Linked DNA regions of Mus musculus: region 2 is linked to region 1. The links are chromatin contacts, called in public HiChIP or PLAC-seq maps. All regions are on one chromosome and are shown on one strand. Each heading gives the region's core, a stretch centred on a gene start, on an enhancer-like site or on the middle of the called end of the contact. The rest is flanking DNA. Distances are from core to core; before and after follow the strand shown. Region 1 holds the start of Pstpip1 (proline-serine-threonine phosphatase-interacting protein 1). Region 2 holds the start of Lingo1 (leucine rich repeat and Ig domain containing 1).

Region 1 (3,226 bases), core at 110-2,609:
GACCTTAGGAGTGGGCCCTGGGTGAGTAAAAGGTCCTGAGAGTCCCCTGTGGTGTTGGAGAGTTATCCTCAGGAGAAAGACATCCCCAGCTTTAACCAAAAGGTCTCAGCCTTGTGTCTCCAAGGGACAGTCAGGGGTGGAGGAGACTAGGGGAAGCTGAGGGAAAAGTGGAAAAGCAGGAGAGCTGGGCAAGCGCTGTGGCCTCTACTGCCCTCCTGGCTAGGTTTCCTCATCTCACCGGCAAAAAGATTTGTTTTACACCTGCCCTGAATTTGAAACAGCAGGCAGGAAGTTGCCTAGCCCAGCTGCCTTGTTCATGAACCTGAGGTATGCAGAGATCAGAGACTGGGTGAAAGAGTTTTAACTCTGGCAAGGCACCAGGGCTTTACTGCATTGGATCACCTTCAGTTGTCAAATATCTGTACTTATCTCCATTATACAGATGTAGAAACTGAGGCCCAGAGAGAAACAGCAACCGACCCAGCCCTTACAAAGCTGAGACCCGAACCAAACTAAAGTTGGTCTGGTGTCTGGGCTGCTGACTTCTCCCTTGTACACTCCTCCCTATGTATCCTCCTCAAATCCTCCATTAGGCTGTCCTGGTGAGCTCTGCCGCTGGGGCAGCATGCCCCTGAGGAGAAACAGCCTGAGGCCATCCCTCTGGCTGTGGGGGTGATGTCTGTGAGAGAAATTCATTATCTTAGCCAGGGCCCCTCTTTTGCCTTTCATGTCAGTAGAGACTGTGGCCCAGGCCACCTCCATGATAATTAAGACCAAAGTCAAGGCACAATTTTTATGGGGAAACTGTACCCCTATGTCAGTCTCCAAGGTGATTCCTGCCTGGCTGGACCTGTTCGGCAAGCTCACCGCCCCCAGTCGACTCCACTCACCCAGAAGGCATCTCGGAACTGCAGCTGGGCCATCATCCTCCAAGGGCGTCTGTTGTGTCAAATGCTAGCACTCCTGCTTCAAGCAGGGCTGAACATGGGCCAGGAGCCAGGAGCACGTCCCAGTCCCAGCGCGGCTAGCCCAGGCCCTCCCTCCCACTCCCAGCCGGCGCCGTCTGAAACGCTCAGAAGGCAGCCACAAGCCAGAGGCAACTGCCGGAGGAGGAAAAAGGCTCAACCTGTTTTGTTTGGGGCTAGAATCAGCAGCGAAATGAGGAAGGAGCCCTGCCCAGTGATGGAAGGGTGGGCCACGATTTCCAGCCTAGGCTCTCGCCAGCCCCACTGATGGAGGAGGACGCAGGCTGAGGCCCAGGGCAGGCAGCCCAGGTGGCAGGCAGAGGCTGGGAGAGAGGAAGGATGTGCACAGGCCAGGCAGGCAGGCAGGCAGCCTGAGGCCGGCACAGGAAGGTTTGTGCAACCTCCCCCAGGGCAGGCGCAGGGCTCTAACCCACAGGAAGTTGAGCTGCTGAGTTTCTCCTGCACAGCCCCAGCCCCGCCTGCCACCTGCCACCCTGCTGCCTGCTCAAGTCCTGGCCCAGTTTAGCTTTAGAACTAACAAGTTAGGAATCTCATGACTGTTACTCTCGCCGGCCCCAAGAGGTTAGGTTCTTAGGGTCTCACCCCGGAAAAGGACGTCCACCATTCATTCCAACTTTAGCAGTTCATGCCCTAGACTAGGTCCTACCCTCAAGTTGCTCACAGCACGGGGCGGACTCAATTGCGGTCCTGGTCCCGGGGCTATGAGAGTGGAGACTTGTTTTGAGAAGGTAACTAGCTAAGGGACCTCAGTGTGATGAGGCACGGGTCCTTGACCCCGTGCAAATCTTCACCCATTCCATCTTCAGTTCATAACTGTGATAGAGGGAGACAGGAGTCTGGAGACTCAGGCTCAGCTTTTGTTTAGTTTGGATTCTGCCCTTCACTAGTGGACGGACCTTGATTGACCTAACTCAGAGCCTCAGCCTCCCCATCTGTCACTTCCAGTCTCTGGGAAAGTGTTTCGTATCAAGAATGCCTCTGGAATTTCTCTTTGTAGGGCAAGCAGGTCCTGGGGAACCCTTTCCAGACAGGGTTTGCCCACTCAGCAGAAGAGGCCTCTGGAGTCCTGAGCCCGGGGTGGGCTGGTGAAAAGAATGAGTCAGAGACTGTCCACAAATCACCACCCTTACCGAGGCTTACCTTAGGACCAACTGGGTTGATCAGACAGCTGAGTTCCCAAGTGTGGGTTACACGTGCCAGGGCTTAAAGAGAGGCACACCCAGGCTTCCCTAAACACCCCCAAGAAGAAGCACAGCAGGCCTGCTGCTGGAAGCCCTTCTCTCTAGAATCCCGGGGCTTGAGCTAATGAGCATCTTTTAAAAAGAGATTCATTTCTAATTTTTATTTGCGTGATATGTGTGTGTGCTAGGTATGTACAGATGCCTGTAGAGGCTAGAGGAGGGCATCCAATCCTTTGGAGCTGCCTAATGTAGGTGCTAGGAATCGAACTCTGATCCTTTAGAAGAACACCAGTCACTCATAACCACGTGGTGTAAGTTACCTTAACCCTACAGGCCCTCTGCTGAAGCTACTTTTATTGTTACAGATTGGCCAACTCAACATCTCCATCTGTAAAATGGGATGAAACCTTGAAATCAGAAAGCAGACCAGAGTCCTTTGTTACCAGGAGCCTTGTTTTAACTGACAGGAAAAGCCCAAGCTGGGGTCCCTGCTGACCTCTCCAGGAATCTCTTCCCTTCAGTCTGCTGGGTGAGTCCAGCCCCCACCCCACCCCCAGAGTCTACACCTCCAGATGCAGCCACATCAAAAGAAGAAAGGGAAAACCCAAGTTGTCTTCTCCAAAGTCCTGTTCGTCAGCCTCTTGGGAGATCTTCCCTGGTATCTCATTGGCTAAGAATAGATGGTACTTCAGCATCATCACCATCACAGCAGACCCTTGGGGCTGTCATAGATGCTGGAGAAAGTTACAGTGACCATGAGACCCCCCCCTCCTCAGCTTAGAGCCACAAAGAATGCTGGTGACAGGTCTGCCAGGAGAGGAGGCAGATCTGGTTTCTACCCTAATGGAATTACAGGCAAGTTCCAGAAAGATCTCTCCTTATTGAGTGGAACCAGAAGACAGTGTTGTGATGAGAAGGAGGTAAATGAAGAGGGGGTGGGGAGAGAGTTGCAAGGACGGTTAGAGGCCTGGATGGTGCTACCAGGAAGGCCGAGGGAAGCTGTGGAGTGTAGAGGAGACAGAGAGAAGATAGGACTGGATGGAGACGTTCAAGAAGCCT
Region 2 (3,084 bases), core at 81-2,580, 550 kb before region 1:
AGTCTGGTTCCTTGGAAGGAGAACGAGGTACTGGGAACGGGATCCTTGCCCACCCCAGAAAGACAGGCCTTGCGCTGGTCTCTTCCTGCCCTGCTCAGCTTCCTTCTTTGCCTGCCTACAAACTATCGGGAGTGCTGAGGTGCTAATGGGGAGAAGGGAACTCTGCCTTGTGGTGTCTTCATTGATGGTTATTCTAATCAATCTGGCATGGTTTTAAGGGGCATCTGGCTTCAAGCAGATGGAAAGAGGTGCAGTAGATAGATGAGGTCCCAACGGGTTGCCTGCCTACACCGCAGCCCTTGCCAGGCCACCCTGCCAGGCTAGTCTCTGATCTGTGGCCCAAGAAGAGTTTGGGTCTCTATGTAAAGGTCTTGTTCTGTGGAGCCATCTGAAGATGTGGTACCCACCAAACTCAGTATTTATTTTAGGGAGTTAGATGGTAAATAGCTAAGCCCAGACCGAGGATCTATACTGCCCTCTGCTGGTCACTTGGTAGAGTGCCACCGTCCGGAGCCTGGCAGATAGGCCTGCTGCCCTCTGCTGGACAGGAAACCCGACGGGGAGGGGACTGGGATGCTAAAGCAGATTCTAGACCTGGCCTCCCGGTAGACCCACTTAGCCAGCTCGGCTTCCACATCCCCTTCCTGTGCTTCCCGGCGGCCGGCCTCACCCTAAGATCCCTAGGAAGCAATGGTGGTGGTGGTGTGGTGTGGTGTGGTGTATGTGTGTGTGTGTGTGTGTGTGTGTGGTGGGGGGTGTCCTGGACATTTCGAGAGGAGGGGTCAAGACCTGACCCTCCTCAAGCTGTCCTCTAAACAACCGTGATCAGGTTGGGGGGTGTGGGGGCTGTCTGTCCACGTGCGTGTGTCGGTCCACACGGCAGTGTGCAGTGACCCCAGTTAACACGTGTGAACACACGCGCTCACATGCACACGCATGTGGCCAGAGACAATCAAACGCGAATGGGTGCACGCACTCTGGGAAGACCGCGGGCTGGGCTGGCTTAAGACTTGCTGGAGCCTGGGACCCAGAGGGGCGCTGCGTGGTGCAGGGCGGGAGCGCGGGGGCGCCGGCCCGGGAGCGTTCTTCGTCTGCGCCCCGCTGCCACTCTCGCTGCGCCCTGGGCGCTGGGCAGCTGCTGGGGCGCTCCTCCATCTTCGTCCGGTTCTCTGAAAGAAGGACCCCCACCCAGGTTTTGCGGCCGCGCCTTCTCTCTCCTCCCCCGCCCGGCTCCAGAGCTCGCTCACTAGCTCCCTCCCTCCCTCCCTCTGTCCCTCCTCCCTCCCTGGCTCGCTGCTCGCTCCTCTCGCTCCCTCCCCACGCCGCGGCAGAGCGCGGAGCCCGAGCGGGAGCCGGCGCGGGAGCCGGAGCGGGCGGCAGCTCAGGAGGCGGCCGGACCTGGACCCGTCCCGGTCCCGGAGCGCGCGGAGTCCCCACCCGCGCCGCTCGGGCCCCTCTCCCGACGCGGGGCTCAGAGCAGCATGCGCGGCAGCTGCCCACCGGTCCCAGCCCTGGCCCCGGCCCCGCTGCAGAGAACGCCCGGCCTCGACCCCGGCCCCAGCGGTAGAGGCGGTGGCGGCCGCTCCCGGCCGGCCCAAGGGACAGAGCCAGGCTCCGGGAGCCCGCAACACTCGTCCTGAGAGCCCCGGCTCCTCAGCCCGCTACGGCCAGGGCCTCGGCCTCCGCCCCCGACTCCCGAGCTCCTGCCCTAGAGTCGACTGGGCTCCCGCCCGCGTGGGACAGACAGACGGACAGCCAGCCCTGCGAGGGCGCGCGGACCGGGCGGAGGTGTTGTAGGAGGAGACCGAGGAGGGGGGCTGGGCTGGGGCTGGGGCCGCGCCGGCAAGAGAGACATGCGATTGGTGACCAAGCCGAGCGGACGGACAGCGCGCCCGAGATGCAGGTGAGCCCCTCCGTCTTGGCCGAGCCCGAGTCGGCAGCCCTGCGGCGAGCTGGGAGCTGGAAGCTGCTGTCGGCCCAGGCTTCACCCTCATGGGGCTATGTAGGGCACCTTGTACCGCCCAGACCCCCTTTGGGGTCGCAGGCCTGACCCTCAAGTTTCAAATGATTTTCCCATTTCCGTTCCGCTGGTCCTAACAGATCCCTGGTTGGCAAGCTGGGACCCGTGGTCAAGGAGAGATCCCTACCATTCCTTTCCATTCCTGCCCTGGTGCCCCCTAAATCATCCTCCCATTCTGGGCAGTGGTCACCCAAGAGGATATGTTCTCTCAGCTCTGGGTGAGTCCCTTTCGGTGGACCAGAGACCACTCCCCAGCCCTGGCTAATACCCTTAAGCTTGAGGACACAGCTAGCAAACAGTTTCTCCCCAGGCTCTAGGATTGCCCCTCTCTCCACAGGAACCTTGTCAGCCTCTTTCTGGCTCCTTTCTCGCTCCGCCTGGATGAAAGGGAGGTGGAGGGCGGAAGAAAAGGGAGGGGGGAGTCCAGTTGAGGAAGACCCAGGAACCTTCGGGGCTCCCCTTTGTCTTCGTTCAGCCGGGCTTCTCACCTCCTCCTGCCCCACTTTTCATTCCTAGGGAAATGGGTGGGAAGTGGGAGCCTGCTGAGAAGGGGGGAGGTGAGGAAGGAGCCTCCTGTGTGTGTCCCCCCAAACGCACCCTATTCGGGTGGGTTTTGGGCTTCCTGCCCTCTAAGACACCCAGATGTTTCTTTCTGGGCGGGTCCCACTTTGAGAAGGGGAGGGGCCAGGCAGGTAGGCAGTCCCCTGGGTCTCTTATTGCTGGGGTCCCTGACCAGCCCCTGACCAGCTCTTGTTGTGGCGGCACCTCCCCTTTGTTCTCAAATGCCCTGTGGTGGGTGGTGTGGCGACTGGGGCACATGGAAGATGGGAACAGCTATGCCCTGGTGGGTGGGAGTGCAAGAGGCCTGCGGTGGGGGCAAGACCATCTGGGCCAGCCCCTTTCTGCCAGCCCAGCCTTTCCTCAGTCTTTGGCTGGGCTTGGACAGCCAGAGGGCGCCCAGCTCTCCTGGTTCCGGGCTCTGGGCTCAGCCCTGATGGCCATTATGCCAACGACTTTAGCACAGGCATCGGTGCCAGGGGAGTTCGAGGGCACCAAGCCGGCAG

The links. HiChIP or PLAC-seq counts read pairs in DNA pulled down with a chosen protein or histone mark.
Region 2: an H3K4me3 HiChIP or PLAC-seq map of embryonic stem cells shows a contact between it and region 1, with 19 read pairs. The contact joins the promoter of Lingo1 here to the promoter of Pstpip1 in region 1. A contact is called at or near these places in 1 of 39 promoter capture datasets (liver), 1 of 484 Hi-C or Micro-C datasets (regulatory T cells), 4 of 115 datasets of contacts at active chromatin or transcription factors (embryonic stem cells, fibro-adipogenic progenitors and stem cell-derived neural progenitor cells) and 2 of 9 other capture datasets (embryonic stem cells and liver).

What each region holds. Positions count from the first base shown.
Region 1 is chr9:56,088,109-56,091,334 of GRCm38.p6, reverse strand. It overlaps Pstpip1 (proline-serine-threonine phosphatase-interacting protein 1), which reads right to left and starts at 1,359. Exons shown (of 15, transcript NM_011193.3): 1 at 891-1,359. The coding sequence starts at 926.
Region 2 is chr9:56,633,894-56,636,977 of GRCm38.p6, reverse strand. It overlaps Lingo1 (leucine rich repeat and Ig domain containing 1), which reads left to right and starts at 1,330. Exons shown (of 2, transcript NM_001311076.1): 1 at 1,330-1,903. The coding sequence starts at 1,898.